2 separate regions of the Oryctolagus cuniculus genome follow, and region 2 is linked to region 1. A link is a contact called in public Micro-C data. All regions are on one chromosome and are shown on one strand. Each heading gives the region's core, a stretch centred on a gene start, on an enhancer-like site or on the middle of the called end of the contact. The rest is flanking DNA. Distances are from core to core; before and after follow the strand shown.

The links. A called contact is a pair of places that touch in the nucleus more often than the background predicts.
Region 2: a contact with region 1 is called in a Micro-C map of ear pinna, with 14 times the contacts expected there. The contact joins the enhancer-like site here to the promoter of YPEL2 in region 1. A contact is called at or near these places in 6 of 6 Hi-C or Micro-C datasets (ear pinna, embryonic fibroblasts, liver and 3 more).

The regions. Positions count from the first base shown.
Region 1 is chr17:34,652,608-34,656,774 of mOryCun1.1, reverse strand. YPEL2 (yippee like 2) reads right to left here and starts at 1,943. Exons shown (of 3, transcript XM_070060991.1): 1 at 1,725-1,943. The coding sequence starts at 1,870.
Region 2 is chr17:34,751,875-34,756,041 of mOryCun1.1, reverse strand. No RefSeq gene overlaps it. Among named protein-coding and RNA genes, the nearest start is that of YPEL2, 99 kb to the right of the region's middle. Within about 2 kb of position 1,746, at least 1 of the 8 cell types and tissues checked has an H3K27ac peak or open chromatin away from gene starts, as enhancers often do. A contact at or near this core is called in ear pinna, where this site is marked.

The DNA.
Region 1 (4,167 bases), core at 694-3,193:
GCCCTGAAGCAGTGTTTCTCAAACACATGACCTATTTGGTCAGGAAATCAAATTCATGGGTCATGACCAGTTGATTTTTAATGAAATAGAAAAAGTAACTTTTAATACAGCACACTTCAGGTGGGAAGGGTAATTACCGTCTCCCAGAACGTATCCCAGTTGTAAGCCTTTTTACAGGGCTGTGACGTGCACTCCCAACTGTGGATTCCACTCAAAGTGGGAAAGAAAGAAAATCGTCTTCTTGTGCATGGTGTTTACTTTCCATTTTCCACCCCCAGGTCCAAGCACCAGAGATACCAAAACAAAGATGCAAGAAATCCTGTCATCGAACTGATAAGGCAAAGCCCAGCTGAGGAAAGAGATGGGCCCCAGGCCCACACTCCACTCCTGCCTGACAGACTACCACGGAGCTGGGCCAGGGCTGGGGCTCAGGGGAGGGCCTGAGCCTGCTCCTGGGGCAAGACCTGGTCGGCACTCACACCAGGGCTCAAGAGTAGCATGGCCAGGTAAAGGCTGAATCCACTCTCACTGGGTCACAGGCTCTGTGACCCTGGAGGCCACGTCCCACCGCACAGCAGTGAGGTGGTTCACTTCTCAACTTAACTCCCACGGCTCCCGGCACCTGTGATGTCCAGTGAGGTCCAGAGAAGCCACCGGCTACCTCTCGGGCCCAGTGCTCCGGGGTGCACAGCCCCATCTCGCCTATCGAGCAAGGGAAGAAGGGTCAGGCGACCGAGATGGGTACAGCTGTCCGCTTGGCACTCAACCTCGCCAAAGGTGAAGACACCCTCCTAACAGCTTCCCCAGGTTCCAAGGAGGCCCCAAAGCAAAAACGCCAGCCAAGCTCAGAAGCAGCTCCTGTGCGGTTCACCGTCCGGGACTGAGGGAGAGGCAGCCACACACCCAGCAAAGAAACAGCCAACAGGCACCCTCTCGCTCCGTTTTAAAGTCTTTAAGCCAACAGCGAAATCAGAGGTTGCATCCCTTAAGCAATAAGTCCCAAAGAACAGGTGTTCCCCACCCCCGCCCCCGAGATGGGAGAAAAGTCCACCACCCCAGGTCAGTGGCCAAAGAGGGTGGACTCGAGGCAGCAGAAGGTCAGGGCTGCCCCTCAGCGCCAGCGCCCGGGGCGTCCTCGATAGAGAGGCCCCTGCGTTCGGGCGGGCAGGAGGGACTCGCGCCCACCCCTTTGGCAAGGGCGCTGAGGCGGCGCCGGGAGCGGCCAGACAGGAACTCGGCCGCGGTTACCTCGGCGGGTCTGGCGGGGCGCTCCCAGGAGTTTCGAGCGCGCCCAGTGCCCGTAGGCGGGACCCAGGGGCCCTAGGGTCTCGGGGGGAACGCTGCGAACCCAGGGACAGAAACGGCCGAAGCACCCGCCCTGGCCCTTCGGACCCCGGTCCCACTGGGGTGAGCTGCGGAGAGGCGACTACCCCGGTGCCCACTCCGCTCGCGGACTTCCCGGGGCCCGAGTTAGGGGCCCGCGCCTCCGGGACGTCCTGCGCCGCAGCCGAGGCCCGGCAGTGTTTGTAAACAAACCGGTCACGTGGCCGCCGCTCGCTCCCCGCCCCCACGGGGACCCCACGCGGGCCTCGCCCTCGCCACGCAGGGCGCCGCGCCCCCCGGAGGAGCCGGGCCCGAGGCGGCCCGGGCCGGTGTCCCGAACGCGCGCCCCACGCCCCCGCGCGCCCGCCCCACCGCCCGCGCCGTGAGCCCGGCTGGCTCACCTGGCAGCAGGCGGCCCCGTCCGGCCGGCCCCCGGCTCGGCTTCGCTGGAGTGCGCGGCGGCGGAGCTCGGCCCGGCTAGAGCCCGGGCTGCCGGCGCGCCCTTAAAGCCACAGTCTCCGCCACTGCCGCGGCCGCCACTCCGCATCCCTCCGGGTCCGGGCCGGGGGCTGCCCCGTGACGGACGCGCCCCCGCGCCTATCCCCTCGGCTCAGCACATAGCAACACGCCGCGGGTTGGCCCGGCACGGCCGCAGCCCATTCGCGCGGAGCCAATCAGCGAAGGACGGAACTCCGCCCCTGTCTGCCCGCCTCCCGCCCCCACCCCTCCGCCGTGGCCCGACTCGGGTGCGGGGAGTGGGGTGAGCGCCGGCCGGGTCTCCCCGTAGGGACCACCGGCCTGACGGCCAGTGAGGGAGGGGGACGAGAGTGGGTGGGCCGGGGAGGAGGCTGCTTATGTGGGTCTGGGGTCCGTCCCCAGGTCCAGCCTGGGATTCCCAGAACCTGGGGACGGCGGGGTGGGCGTGTGTGGCGCTTCTATTTGCAGGGGCAAGAGGGTCCTTCCTCCCCCCTGCACCTGAAGCCGTCCCCAGCGCAGTTTCCGTTCAGCAGTGGCCCTCCGGCCCCGGGGCAGTTGAATGTAGCAAGATCACTCCAGCTGCACCGGCCCAGCTCTGCCCTGCGCAGAAGCAAGCCACCCGCTCCCTCCCTCCACCTCCTCTTGGTGATTTCGTTGAACGTGGGAAGGGAGCCTTCGGGAACCCAGAAAGCCCCCCTGTTGCTGCCTGTTTTTCGAGGGAGCTTAGGGCAGGAACTCGCATTCCGGGACGGGTAGGGTGGTGCGCTTCAGGGAAGAGGAGGTTAGAAAATAAGCTCATGGCAGTCAGGAAATCCAGGGAGGCACCAGGTGGGTGGAGTGGGGCAGAGTCTCCCGGCAGGAAAACAGGTCAGTTTGATAAAGCGCGAGGGCCATGGTCAGGGGTAAGGGGGGGAGAGTGGAGCCAGCCTATTCACTCAGCGGCTGGGGCTCTGCCAGCCCTCGAAGCAACCACAGGTTCGGGGGTGAGGCGCTCCAGGAGGTGCAGCTGCCTCCTCCCATGTGATTTGCCAGCCTAAACTCAGAATGGCACCTGGGTATAGATTTGCAGGTGACTCAAGACCTCACCCTCAACTCCACTCAGCCGTCTGGAGTAGATATTTGGCTAGCCAAGTTACAGTCCGTTAGGACACAATGCGTGTCTGCCTGTGAATCCAGTTCCATTGCCACTAAAAACAACAAAACGCCTTCTCTCTATCGGCCTCTGACAGGTAGCATAAACAGGGGCACTGTTTTATGGTTCCCAGTGGACCAGCTGGGAGAGTCCCAAACAGGAGGGGTAGGAAATGCTTTCAGGTAAGAATCACAAGCAAGAAAGTTTTGAAGTTTAATCCTTAATCTAAGAAGATGAGATGGATTCTTTAGATTACCAAGAGTTTACTATCAAGCCCTCTGATCTGCCTCCTGGGCAAGTTTCCTTGTCTCTAGTCCTTGGTCTCTACGGTTGAAAGTCAGGAGGGTTTTCCTTGTCTCTAGTCCTTGGTCTCCACGGTTGAAAGTCAGGAGGGTTGAAATAAGGTGTTCTGTGAAATCCCTTCCAGCTCTGAAATTCCAAGCGGAGCCAGAAAGCCAAGCTTGTTACAACCTTTCTGCAGCATCCTGGGAGGGATGGTCTGTGTTACCAGACCGCCACTCCCTGACAGTAGATGCAGCTCTAAGTTTAACACCCTAGGATACTGGTATGTTATGTAACAACATTGCCGGCTACTGTTTCTGTTTAAATAAAAGATGGTGTCAGCTGAAGAGCACAGGCCGGATGCAGTGGCTCCCAGGGAGCTTGGAGGACCTCTGCAGGCCGGCTGTGCGGGTGCAGGGGACTGGAAGAGGCCACCAGCGTGGAGGGGCCGTAGACCATAGAACCAGCTAGGCAGCCAGTGCAGAATGGGTTCTTAAGCCTGAGTGTGGCCACCTCACAGTCAAAAGGAGCAGGTAGTGTGACTTGGTAAGGAAAAAGGAAGAAGCGAGTTCCTCCCTGAACTCAAGTGCCTTTGGCTGCCCCTCCGTGCTTATGTTCCCTCAGTGCCTGTTGTGTGCAGAATTTCCTGCTCGACTTGGATGACAGTATTCCCAAGAATCTGCCGAGAAGAGGGGAGTCGAGGCCAGTGAAGAGTTTGTGAGAATAGACAGATATTTATCCTGGAATCCAAAAAAGAGATGAAGACATGTGGATAGAGACATCAACAAATCTGTTCAGGGTCAGACAAGGCTCTTAAAAAAACTTGGCAGTAAAAGTTTTGGGAGGTCCCTGGCTTCTGTGAGGAGCCAAGTTCATTCATTCCCAAAGCCTGTCTTCTGTCTCGGATCCTGCATTCCCACTGCTGACGCCCAGGTGCTACCCCTCCTGTGAAC
Region 2 (4,167 bases), core at 497-2,996, 99 kb before region 1:
CAAATAAATAAATAAATCTTTAAAACAACAACAACAAAAAAGAATTCTATAAAAGAAGACAGACACAGGCTCGGGATGGGAGGAGGGTCGCAGTCCTCACTAGGTAGTATCTTCTGCAGCCACATAAATAGCTGGGAAGCTTTAGTGGACATTTCATAAAAGTGGTATCTAAAGAAGTTAACATGGCCATAGTCTTTACACCTGCCATTCATAAAACAGTTTGGGGGACCAGCTTCCCTATACTTTCACTTCCCTATACTCTCACTTCACTAAAGAGGAAAATGATATACTGCTTGCTCTTTAGAATATATTTTTGAAAGTTCCAAGTAGTAAGTCCTAGGATACGGGAAACAAACAGCTGTGCTCAGCTTTATGTCGCCTTTGCACAACAGTTTCAAATCCAAGCAAAACAGCAAGGAATTGAACACCTCCATTCAGATGACTATCTCAGTCAAAACCCTGTGGGGCCCTGTGTAAACGGTGCCCCTTTATCAAAAAGTCCTCCTAAATTAAATTCCTATTCCAACAACCTTGGCAAACTCACTTCAGTAGTTAGGATCAGCATGACAGCCAACGCTTATAGAAACTTCAGCAGGGTATTTATAATAGCTTGTATTATACCATTACAAAAATATGATTTAAAAATCATAGGGCTATCCCCCTAATTCCTTAACAGGAAAAACAAATATGTAAGTTTCCTTAAAGAAAACTGTTACATTATGCTATCTGCTCTTTTAAATCTTCTAGATCAAGGATTGGCCCATGGACCAAATTTGGACTGCTTCCTGTTATAAAGTTGGAACAGAGCTATAGCCTTTGGTTTATGCATTGTGGAAGGCTGTTTTGCAATTACAAAGGCTGATCTGAGTAGTTGTGATGGAGACTCTATCTGGCCCTTTACAAAAAAAAAATGTTTTATTTATCTTAGCACATATTAGGTGCTCAATAAATACTTCTTGATTTATTGAATAAATACATTCAAGCTTTCCTGTTGGATATGAAAAATTTATAAATAGTTCTTTCTCTAGATTCCTAGGTATGGTAGTTCTAACCTATCTAAAGCACGTTTTGCACTCCTCTAATTTATCTGCTATTTGCCTGTTTGTAGCTTGTTATTGTTGATAGACGTCCATGTGTCACGAAAAGGTCACGTCTGCGTGTCCAGATCCCAGAACGCAAATTGCTTCAGGTCCAAGTTTTCAAAGAGCTGGCCTTGAGGCTAAATGTCTCACCAGCATGTTTTATTTGGCTCACCTAGTACTGTTGTTTGTTTTTCAGCAACATTCATTAGCTGCCAACATTTAAAAATAAGGAGACTTCATATGATAATCCAGATTTCCAGCTTCTCTTGAGAATTTGAAAAATCTGGCAATGTAGGGACATAGTTTGATGGAGCCACCTGGGGCTGAATAGCTATTGCCTCCTTACATGGAATGAGTGGCTATCCAGTTTACCACAGTCTCCACCACTCCCTACAGCCTGGCTCCTGGCGACCCCCATCCAGGTCCCTTATCCTCTTGCTCCTGCTGTTGACATCTGTATTCAGGATCCTTACTCTGTAGGGCACTGTTTGCCACAAAGGCCCTAGTGCTACAAGCCTGGCTGGGAACTATACATTTGCCTCATGTTCCTGGCTTACAGACAGACATAGAACATCTGCAGACAAAACAGGAAAGAATGACAATGCCTGAAGATGGCCGCCTCCATTCCCAGCAGAAGGTAAACTCCATTCCCCACCCCCTCCTTCCTTCTGCAAACAGGCCCAGGACTCAGCCCTCCTCCTTCCAGCCACTCAGCTCCTTCCACCTGCTCCAACTCCTGCAGTTTCCCTCAGTTCTCTGCTTCCTTGCTGCCCTTAAAAACAAACACCATGGTCCTCTCTGCTTTTGGGGTTTTACTGCTAATCGCTACAGGGAAACGAACAGGAAATAACAACCAGGAGGAAATTACCAAGTTTAAAAAGACCTTAGGGTTCTTAGTCATAGTCCCTGATTCCCTTAATGAGGTGGCACCTGGTGCCACTGTTTTCATTCCCTCTCGTAGCTGGTGGTTTATGTTCAAACGGACCCAGTGCGGGGAGCATGGCCTCCAGGTTGAATAGGAGCCAGTAGGTGGCAGCACAGGGCAGGCAGCTGTGGGGCTCTACAGCTTCTAGGAAGGATGACTTCTACCATCAGGGCAAGCATCTGAGCTGGGACCCGTGAGACCGGCCAAGAGCCTCCCTGTCACCTTGGTCTGCCAAGGAGCCGGCTGTGGCATCCTTGTCTGTGTGCCTTTCCCCTGACACATCGCTTAGAATCACAGACCTTCAGACTGATAGGAATCTTTCAGCCCAGCACCTTGATTTCACAGACAAGTAAATCAAGGCCTTGAGACCTGTGTTGGTGCCTCACTGGGAGTCTCAGTGGGTGTCTTTGTGGTCTCACTAGTGCCAGCCTGCCCCTCCCAGCTCAAAGCATTTATAAAAGTCTGTTTAATGTGGTTAAAGACTAATTTTTCTGTGTCAAAGGTGAAACTAAGAAGGAGTCCTTTGCCTCTGAGACAGGACTTTATCCAGGAAACAGAGACTTACCAGCCACACGTAAATAAAAGTAAGCTTTATTTCTGCTTCCAGCTACCTAAACCCCTGGGAGAAAAGTGAGGTGAACCTGGAGCCCAGAGCGGGGAGTTCCAACTCAGTGCTCTTGTGCAGGTTACAGTGGGCTCCTTCTATGGGCTGGCAGGCAGAACTTGTTGTCCTTATCAAGAAGGGCCTAGTATTACAGGGGTGGGCCACACACACCCAAAATAACTCACCAAGCCTCTCAAATCACATGAGTAAAACCAACTGTAGTCCTAGAATTTAAACCCAGATTCAAACTGTACTCTTGCAAAATCATCTCCTCAGGCCTCAACTAATTTAGGGGGACAATCCAGGGATCAAAGTGGGACAGACTTACCACAAGGTGGCATTTGCTTGGCGGGCTCAGGCCACAGAAGGGGAACAGTTTTGGAAGCTAGCACTCAGAGTCGTAACTTGTTTATGCTGAAGCACCGTACTGGGGGGCAGCAGGGTGATGCCACTCAAAGCAAAGCTGTTCAACCAGCAGCAACACCTAGGAGGGAGCTGAAGAGAAATGCAGCGTCTCAGGCCCAACCCACTCCTACCGAATACGCATCTGCATTTTAGGAAGAGCCCCACATTGATGTTCAAGTTCAAGAACCACTGCTTTAGGAGACCCAAGAGGAAAGGCCAGCAACAAGCAAACACCACCCTTCATTCTCCAAAATACTTCCCACTTCAGGGAGCTTATAAACTGGTTTCAGGGCACAAAACAAACATGTAGAAAATGGCAGGAAAATGATCATTAAAAAAATGTCACGAGTGGGCATTTGGCCTAGGAGTTAAGATGCCTGTATCTCCTGTCAGAGTACCTGGTTTGACGCCTGACTCTGGCTCCTGACTCCAGCCTTCTGCTAATGCAAATCCTGAGAAGTAGTAGTGATGACTTAAGTGATTAGGTTATTGCCACCCAACATGGGACACCTGGATTGAGTTCCTGGCTCCTAGCTTTTTCCCAGCCTGGTCCTGACTACTTTAGACATCTGGGGAGTGAACTAGTGGGTGAACGTGTATTCTGTCTCCACTCACTCCCTTCTCTGTGTGTGTGTACGCGCGCACCTCTGAAATAAATAGAAAAATAAAATGCCATTTACACCATACAGGCTGCCCTAGGACATACACGACACACACGTTTGGAGAAGGTGTAAAGAATAATCACAGTTAAGGGGCCGGCGTTGAGGCGTAGCAGATAAACCTACCACCTGCAGTGCCAGCATCCCGTATGGGCTCTCATTCGAGTCCCAGCTGCTCCACTTCCCATCCAGCTCTCTGCTATGGCCTGGGAAAGCAGTGAAAGATGGCCGAAGTGCTTGGGCCCCTGCACCTGTGTGGGAGATCTGGAAGAAGCTCCAGCCTCCTGGCTTCAGATCGGCCCATCCAGCTGTTGCAACCATTTGGGGAGTGAACCAACAGATGGAAGATCTCTTTCTCTCTCTGCCTCTGTCACTCTGCCCTTCAACTAAATAAATCTTTTATAATAAATAAATAAAGCTTCTACTAAAAAAGGATAATTACAGTTAAGAGGAAGTCCACGGTTGTGGTCGGTCTTCCTGCAGGTGCTGAGA